Regions from separate parts of the Mus musculus genome. Here region 1 is linked to region 2. A link is a contact called in public HiChIP or PLAC-seq data. All regions are on one chromosome and are shown on one strand. Each heading gives the region's core, a stretch centred on a gene start, on an enhancer-like site or on the middle of the called end of the contact. The rest is flanking DNA. Distances are from core to core; before and after follow the strand shown.

The links. HiChIP or PLAC-seq counts read pairs in DNA pulled down with a chosen protein or histone mark.
Region 1: a contact with region 2 is called in an H3K27ac HiChIP or PLAC-seq map of embryonic stem cells, with 5 read pairs. The contact joins the promoter of Slc10a1 here to the enhancer-like site in region 2. A contact is called at or near these places in 4 of 484 Hi-C or Micro-C datasets (embryonic stem cells, liver and undifferentiated spermatogonia), 1 of 115 datasets of contacts at active chromatin or transcription factors (embryonic stem cells) and 1 of 9 other capture datasets (adipose tissue).

The regions. Positions count from the first base shown.
Region 1 is chr12:80,966,023-80,970,353 of GRCm38.p6, reverse strand. Slc10a1 (solute carrier family 10 (sodium/bile acid cotransporter family), member 1) reads left to right here and starts at 2,275. Exons shown (of 4, transcript NM_011387.2): 1 at 2,275-2,765. The coding sequence starts at 2,410.
Region 2 is chr12:80,892,765-80,896,938 of GRCm38.p6, reverse strand. No RefSeq gene overlaps it. Among named protein-coding and RNA genes, the nearest start is that of Gm23298, 17 kb to the left of the region's middle. Within about 2 kb of position 1,523, at least 32 of the 459 cell types and tissues checked have an H3K27ac peak or open chromatin away from gene starts, as enhancers often do.

The sequences.
Region 1 (4,331 bases), core at 1,026-3,525, 73 kb before region 2:
CTCCAAAGAGAGGAAGCAACCTCCTTCAGGATACCACCCCAATGCTCAGAATGGCTAGCTGTGGGCCTCCCTCTCCTCAGGGGCCATTGGACACAGGCCCATGAGGGCAGAGGGAGCAGAAGCAGCAGGGAGCAGGGTTTGTACAGCCGAGAGAATGATGGAAACACTTCTAGGAGTCAGCTTCAGTGAGACAGTTTGTGGTGGTTTGAACATGCTTGGCCCAGGGAGAGGTGCTATTAGGAGGTGTGGCCTTGTTGGAGGAAGTGTGTCATTGTGGGCATGGGCTTTAAGACCCTCATCCTAGCTGCCTGGAAGCCAGTCTTCTCCTAGTGGCCTTCAGATGAAGAGATAGACAGACCTCTCAGCTCCTTCTGCACCATGCCTGCCTAGATGCTGCCATAATGGACTGACCCTCTGAACCTGTAAGCCAGCCCCAATTAAATACTGTCCTTATAAGAGTTGCCTCGGGGGCTGGAGAGATGGCTCAGCGGTTAAGAGCACTGACTGCTCTTCTGAAGGTCCTGAGTTCAAATCCCAGCAATGACATGGTGGCTCACAACCATCCATAATGAGATCTGGCTCCCTCTTCTAGAGTGTCTGAAGACAGCTACAGTGTATTTATAATAAATTAATAAATAAATAAATAAACGTTTTTTTTAAAAAAAAGATTTGCCTCAGTCTGGCTGGAGAGATGGCTCAGTGGTTAAGCATACTGACTGCGCTTCCAGAGGAGGTCAATTCCCAGCAACCACACGGTGGCTCACAACCATCTATAATGGGTTCCGATGCCCTCTTCTGGTGTGTCTGCAGACAGCTATAGTGTACTCATATACATAAAATAAATAAGAAAATCTTTTTTTAAAAAAAGTGTTCTTTGCCTTGGTCATGGTGGGGAAACTACACCTAACAGACCCGCTCAGTCTCATAGTTGAGGTGAGTCGGGGGAGTTCAGCTCAGGATGGCCATACCTGCCTCTCTAATGCTGCTGATGTTGCATGCCTCCCACCTGGTTTCCATCATGAGACCCACAGGCCCAACATGCAAAATAGAGCCATTGGGAGTGCAGTAAGAAAAGGCCACTCATCTGCAATGCCTAAAATTAACCTGCACACCCCACCTGCCCACAAACCTGGTAACTTCCTAGAATGCTATAAGCTGTCATTCTTGAAAAATAACAATGCCTCTTGGGAAAGTGGTTTATAGATTAGTCTTTGTTTGTTTGTTTGTTTGTTTGTTTTTGGTTTTTTGTTTTGTTTTTTTCGAGACAGGGTTTCTCTGTATAGCCCTGGCTATCCTGGAACTCACTCTGTAGACCAGGCTGGCCTCGAACTCAGAAATCTGCCTGCCTCTTCCTCCCAAGTGCTAGGATTAAAGGCGTGTGGCACCACCGCCTGGCATAGATTAGTCTTTAGAAACCCCCGCTACATGTCTGTCTCAGGGCACTTAGCTGAAACATTTCAGGAACTGGTTCTGACCAAAGTCTACCCCTTGGCTGGTATTTAATATTTAATAGAGCTTGCTTTATATATGGCCAAAAAATAGTGGAATTATTTTTTTTACCTGGTGCATCTCAAGCTTGCTACAACCTCACTTCCTTCTCTGAAGTCTCTCAAGTTATGGATACCTCAGGCACCAGCTAGTTACTCTCCACAGCTGGAGTTTCTCGTGAGCTGGGCTTTGGATAATCTCCAGGCTTCCAAGAGCCCAACGTACCCCAGAAAGTTTTTTCCCCTCTGGAGATAAGTAAGTCTTTCAGGGATTCATGGTGCCACCCCCCAACCAACCCCAACCCCCACAGGACACGTATGGTCTAGATATGGGCACAAAGCAAGGTCTCAGAGGAGGACAGTCATGGACACAGCCTCTCCTGAAGACAGCAACACCACATCGCCCCCCCATCCTGTCCCATGGCCCTCTGGCCTTTGCCACTTAGATGAGGAAGGCAAAGGCAGAAACAGTCTCTTTCTCTCGGGAACAAATGGTGACTCACTGAGGATAGGGAAGGCACCTTTTCCCAGGAAACAACCTGAGGTCTCCGAGACTGAGCTAGAAGCAGGAACTAAAGGGAAAGGTGGACATGTTTTGTTGCAGGTCCTGGATGGGTCTCAGAGACGCTATAGTGAAGCATGCTCAGCAGGGTAAAGAATGAACCCTGTGCTGGGTACGAGCTCCACTCGGCAGGCACAGAGGTCAGAAAACTTAAGCAAAGTAGGGGATCCGGGGAGATGAGGTTATGGGCTGTCTTATAACCACAACCGTGGTTCTGCAGGTTGCATAATCTTTTATTTGCCCACAGCTACATTTTGTCCAGAAACTCTGTCCTGAAAGAGGACTGAAGAAAACATCCAGCCAGCACTGGGCAAGGAAGGGCAGGAGCAGAGAGTGAGGTGGTGTTCACTGGGTCGGAGGATGGAGGCGCACAACGTATCAGCCCCCTTCAATTTCTCCCTGCCGCCTGGCTTTGGCCACCGGGCCACAGACACTGCGCTCAGCGTCATTCTGGTAGTTATGTTGCTGCTCATCATGCTCTCGCTTGGCTGCACCATGGAGTTCAGCAAGATCAAGGCTCACTTCTGGAAGCCCAAAGGGGTGATCATCGCCATAGTGGCCCAGTACGGTATCATGCCCCTCAGTGCTTTCCTTCTGGGCAAGGTCTTTCATCTGACCAGCATTGAGGCTCTGGCCATCCTCATCTGCGGCTGCTCTCCTGGGGGGAACCTGTCTAACCTCTTCACCCTGGCCATGAAGGGGGACATGAACCTCAGGTAGGACCGAGGGTTAAGAGGAAAGGGTGTGGGATGGGGTGCTGCCGAGATGTCATGATCTAGAGAAGATCTAGGCTGGAGCCAGGAGCGGGGAGGGACGTAGGAGCTGGATTAAGTTTGGCATTGATTGTCAAAGGTTTATGCTAAATTGGGGCAGCCTCTGGAATCTCTTTGGTTTAAATCCCAGGGGGAAAAAAAAAACATTAAGCTGGTCCAGAGGTATGTTAGACACCCCTGAACTCCCAGAAGTCTCTACAGGATCACTGTAAAGGAGAATAGATTTCGATGAAAGAGTTCCTCAGAACCACAGTCATCTGACTGGCAGGGTGTCAGCTCTGAGGCTGAAAATCTAGCAAGGGTATAATGGGTCCAGAACATTCCAGGAAGGCCAAGGTGACTTGGAACCAAACGAGCATCTTAAATTTCCTGCAGAGAAGAGACTCCAAAGGCTCTTCTCCAGTATCTGGGCATCCAAGGTATCTGCTAAGACCCTTTACCGAGTTGTCAGATGTGGTGAGATTGCCAACCAAAGAAACTTTATGTAGAATTGAGGCCCCAGCGATTGCCCAGGTTAGGCTGGGCTCCACTCAGTCTAACAAGAAGGGAGAAGGCTAAGACCAGCCTGAGCAGCCAGGTGGTGGTGGTGCATGCCTTTAATCCCAGCACTTGGGAGGCAGAGGCAGGTGGATTTCTGAGTTGAGGCCAGCCTGGTCTACAAAGTGAGTTCCAGGACAGTCAGGACTATACAGTAAAACCCTGTCTCAAAAAACCAAAAAAAAAAAAAAAAAAGACCAGCCTGAGCCTAGAGCATCCTGATCAGGTAGCACTCGTGAAGCGCCAGACTCCTTGGGCTTGGTGGAATATCTGTCCTTCACACAGCTGTGACTGTGGCAGTGAATGTCAAGGAGAGGGGCCCCTCTCAGCCTGCTCGGGCAGTGCACAGCATGGGTGAACTCACTCCAGACACAAAGCCAGTCTCCTCTAGGCCTGATTCTCAGTGGAGTTGTTCAGTGTCAAGTAGAGAAGGGACCGCAAAGGGAGCATACCTTGCCTGTGCCTAAACTTTACAAAGAAAACTTACCTAGAAGCCTCTCCTGGTGAGGCAAAACAGCAGGAGGGCAACTGGAAGGAGGGGCAAGGCATTAGTCATGCTGTCCTGTAAGCAAGGTTGGTCGCACCTTATACGTCCCAAGATGTTAAACCTCAGCTCTGGTGCAGGACTATGTAGTCACATTAGTCAGAAAGGGGGCACGGTGGGGAATCTGGGGATCTGTGGAAGCAGCCGATGGAACTGTGTGACCCAGTCTCTTCCTCCTAAGCAAACTTATCGTTCTCATACACATTAACCATGCCCCGATCCACCTGGCTGAGCGGGAATAATTATCATGTCCAGACAGACTTTGAATCCCTGTTGTCCTGAAAAGTGACTACATGCATTATTACAGCAATGACAGCAAAGCTAAGGACCTTCACTAAACAAACATTCTTTTCAACAAAGTCAATCTTTAAACTTACATTTTTTTTTAAATGTGTACGGGTATTTTGTATGCATGTATGTCTCTGTGT
Region 2 (4,174 bases), core at 274-2,773:
CCGTTCATCATTAAGAATTTTCAGAAATCTAGAGACGAAAAGAAACATCCTTCACTCTATAGATGCCCACAGTCAGGCATGCAGGTTGGGTGTCTAAGGACTTTTTGCCCCAGGAGGATTGCCACTTCAGCCAGAGGATGCTATAAGGCAATTATAAACTTGGTTGTGCTAAGGGTCTGGGTGGAGTGTATAGAGATGTGGTTTTATTCTGGACTAATGCTGTCAGCAAGTTAGCAGTTCTGGGACTGGGTATTTTTTATTTTGTAAAGATTTATCTATTTTACTTTATGTGCACGGTGTTTGCCTGTATGAATGCTTGTGCACCACATGTGCACCTGGTGCCCTCAGAGGTCAGAAGAGGGCGTCAGGATTCACTGGAACTGCACTTACAGATGGTTGTGAGTCAGAGCACCAAAGCACTGGCAGGGATTCATGTTTGCTGGACACAGAAGAAGGCATTTGGGAGCGAGTGGAGCTCCCTGGCCTTCTCCAGAGGTGCACCTGCCGGGAGCCTCCAGGTGACCTGGAAGCTCTAGATATGTTAATAACTTTAATCTAGGATGTAGACCTTGGTTTCAAAGTTCTCTGCCTGACCCCTGGTAATTATGGCACCTAGAGGATGCAATAAAGCCTTGTGTGGTAGTCTCCTACTTACTTAGTCTCCAAGGTCCATGCAGCCTGGCCTTCATCTTCCTCTTCATCCCCATCCTGGTTTACCCTTCTGCCCAACTATTCCGCACCCCTTCCTGTGTTCTCTGCCTTTTCTTTGTCCTCACAACCTTCATTACTCTCTCTTGCCCTCCCTGCTGCCTTTCATCCACAGCCAATGAAATACCCACAGTCCCTGGGACCCTGTCAGGCCCAGAAGAGACAAGGGTAGCAGAGGAAGACACAGGTCACAAGATGCACACTTGAGAACCAAGAATGTACAAAGTGGTCCGGTGTGCCTAGCCCTCACCCCGCCCTGGCCTTTAGCCGATGTTGGAGGAATATCTGTTGAAACAACTGTATCTGTGATAGATGGACTATGTTCGAATACCTCCTCAACCCTGGTCCCTGTGAATGTGGCTTTAATTTGAAGTAGGGTCTCTGCAGATGTTAGCAAGCCACAGTGAGAATGTATCAGCTCAGGGGGACCCTGGTATGGCACTTGGAGACCTTACAAGAAGAGCATCGCACTGTGAGAAGATCGGGGAGGAACTGGAGTGGAGCAGGTATGAGAACAGCAAGGCCAAGAATCACCAGAATCTAAAAAGAAGGAAGAACAGATTTTTGAGCCTTCAAGACACATCAGGAACTTTTTCAACACCTTGATTTTGGGCATCTGTCTTTCAGAACCGAGACAATACAATCCTGTAATATTAAATTGTCCCCTGTACTGATGAGTTCTAAGGCCGCTCTAGAAAACTATTTATCTAGGACTCCTAACTCTCGTTTCCATTCTCAGGCTACAGCTGCCTAAAGTTCAGGATAGATCTCGTCCTCTCAGACCTGGAGGAGGCCGTCTCCTTCGCCGACGCTAGAAGGCGCTAGAAGGCTGTGCCAGCGCCACCTCTTGGGCTGGCTAAAGGTTTGGTTTCTGGTGCAGTGCAGTGTGACTTGCTGGGATCCTAAATCCAAGCTGGTGATTGGATACTCGTTTCTGTAAGCTCTTTTCAGAGAAAAGGGTGTTTGTCCTGTCGGGGAGCCGAAAGTGGTTTCTCTCCTTTCAAAACTGCCCTGTCAACCCGGGCTCCCGCTTTACAACTGTACAGCCTCAGCTCTTAAGAGAGACCTATGTTCAGGGACCTATGGCCTCCCAGGCTGGCGAAAGGTTGCCTGCCGTGCAAGGAGGCGGCGGGCCACAAGGCCTGAGGATGCAGAGGATGCAGAAATGCTTTGCCAGGGGAGTTTAGGCAGAACTTAGTATTTTCAAATGCCACCTTGACAGCATCCTTTGGCTGAGTCACAAGCCGAAATCCAGGTGGGAATTCTTAGTCCTTCTGTCCTCTCAGTCTCAGAGAATTTACTCCAGAGTTGTGGATCTTTTTAAAAACATATTCTTTTTACATTTAGTGTGTGTGTGTGTGTGTGTGCATGTGTGTGTGTGTGTCTTGTTTTCATGTACCTCTGTGTACCACGAGCCTGCTTACGCTACAGAGGCCAGAAAAGGGCATCTGGTGTCCTTGGAACTGGAGTTACAGGTAATTGTGAGCCGCCATATGTGTGCTGGGAATTGAACCTGGGTTCTTTGGAAGAGCAGCTTGTACTCTCCCACAAAAAAAATATTTCTTTTAAAAACTATTGTGCACGTGCCCACATGTGTGGAGGTCAGACATCTCACAAAAGTCATTTCTCTTCTTCCACTATGTGGGTTCTGGGGTCAGGTCTAGAGAGTGAGTTCCAGGACAGCCAGGGCCACACAGAGAAACCCTGTCTCAGAAAACAAACATGCAAATAAATAAATAAATAAATAAATAAATAAATGAAATTATACACTTACAGAAAGCTTCCTGCCCCCCTCCAGATATTGTTACACGCTTCTTAAAAGTGAACACGTAGTCTGGAGAGATGGCTCAGCTGTTCAGAGCACTGAGTGCTCTTCCAGGGGTCCTGAGTTCAATTCCCAGCAATCACATGGAGGCTCACAACCATTTGTAATGTGATCTGGCGCCCTCTTCTGGTGTGTCTGAAAACAGCTACAGTGTGTTCATACACATTAAATTTTTTTTTTAAGTGAAGACATTCTTCTGTGTGGTCATGACGCACTCATCGACTCTAGAGCTCACCAGTAGCACACGATCATCCAGCCTGCACACCCTGCTCCGCGTTCTCCTCATCTAGTTCATGCCTGTAAAACCGTCATCCCCTCAAGGACTGAGTGGGCTGACCACCCAGTTCTCAAGCCCCGGCTGTGTGGCTCTCGTTCCCTTCTGGTGTCTTCACGCCCCACAGAGTTTGCGCAGAGCATGTGCTCTCTATTCTCTTGGTAATAACATATCTGGTAATTACCGTGCGTCAGAGATGGCCCAAGGAGGACCCAAGTGTGTGTGTGTTTCCAGGAATATCGTGACTCTCCATCCCAGGAATGTAAATATGTAGTAAGCTTGCATCAGACCTCGTAAAATGCTGGGTTCCATGGGGAGAGACAGAGGAGGTGGGTTCTGCCCCTGTTCCGCCCTCACAAGCAGATTGTCCCTGACCCTCTGAATTCCTTACACCCTCCCTGTACAAAGCCAATCACCTCTATGTCACCTGAAAACAAGCTTTTGTCATCTACTAGGAACGAATGTAGTGAGCCTTTTTCTGAGCCCTGGTCACAGCCTGAGCCCCTCACGCTCTGGCCCTCTGCACGGACCTCAGAATGAATGCTTAGTTCACTGCCAAGCTGTATCTGCTGTTTCCTCTTGCCTTGGAGATGGAATCCTTTTGGCCCTTTCATCCGTGTGTCTTTGTCTCCTCATATAGTCATCCAGGAATCTCGAGCCTGATAGATAGATACATATATCAGGAGATCCAAGTTCAGCTCCCTGCACCCACACCAGGTAGCTCACAACTGCCAATAACTCCAGCTCCAGGATGTCTGTCTGCTGTCTCTAGCCTCTTTGGGCACCTGCACTCAAGTGCACATACCCACACCCAGACCCGTAATTTAAAAAAAAAAAAAAAAAAAAACAATTTTAAAGGGTCCAGATTAGAAGACGGTTCTCCTCCCGTATGGTTCTCCTCCCGTATCACTCCATCAGCCTCCAGCACTGGTCCTCAGAGGAGCTCAGTGCTCCTCGCATTGTAAATACAGGTACATTTGCCTCTAGGAGTTCTCTGTATACAGAAAAACACGCATACTGATACATTCTTGCTCTTTTTTTCTTTTTCTTTACTCACTTTACATCCCAATTGCTGTCCCCTCTACAGGTCCCCCCTCCCAAAGTCCCTTCCCCCAGTACATTCCCCCCCCTCCCTCCCTCTCTCTCTTTTCAATTTTATTCTTTAATCTTTTTTCACAGTCCAGACTTCATCCCCTTCCCGGTCTGTGCCCCAACCGCTCCCCTTCTCATAACCCTCCCCCTCCTCCCACCCTCCCTACACCATCTCCAAGAGAATGTCCCCATGACCCACCCCCACCCACCCCCAGGCCTCCCCACTCCCTGGGGCCTCAAGTCTCTTGAGGGTTAGGTGCAGCTCTCACTGAGGC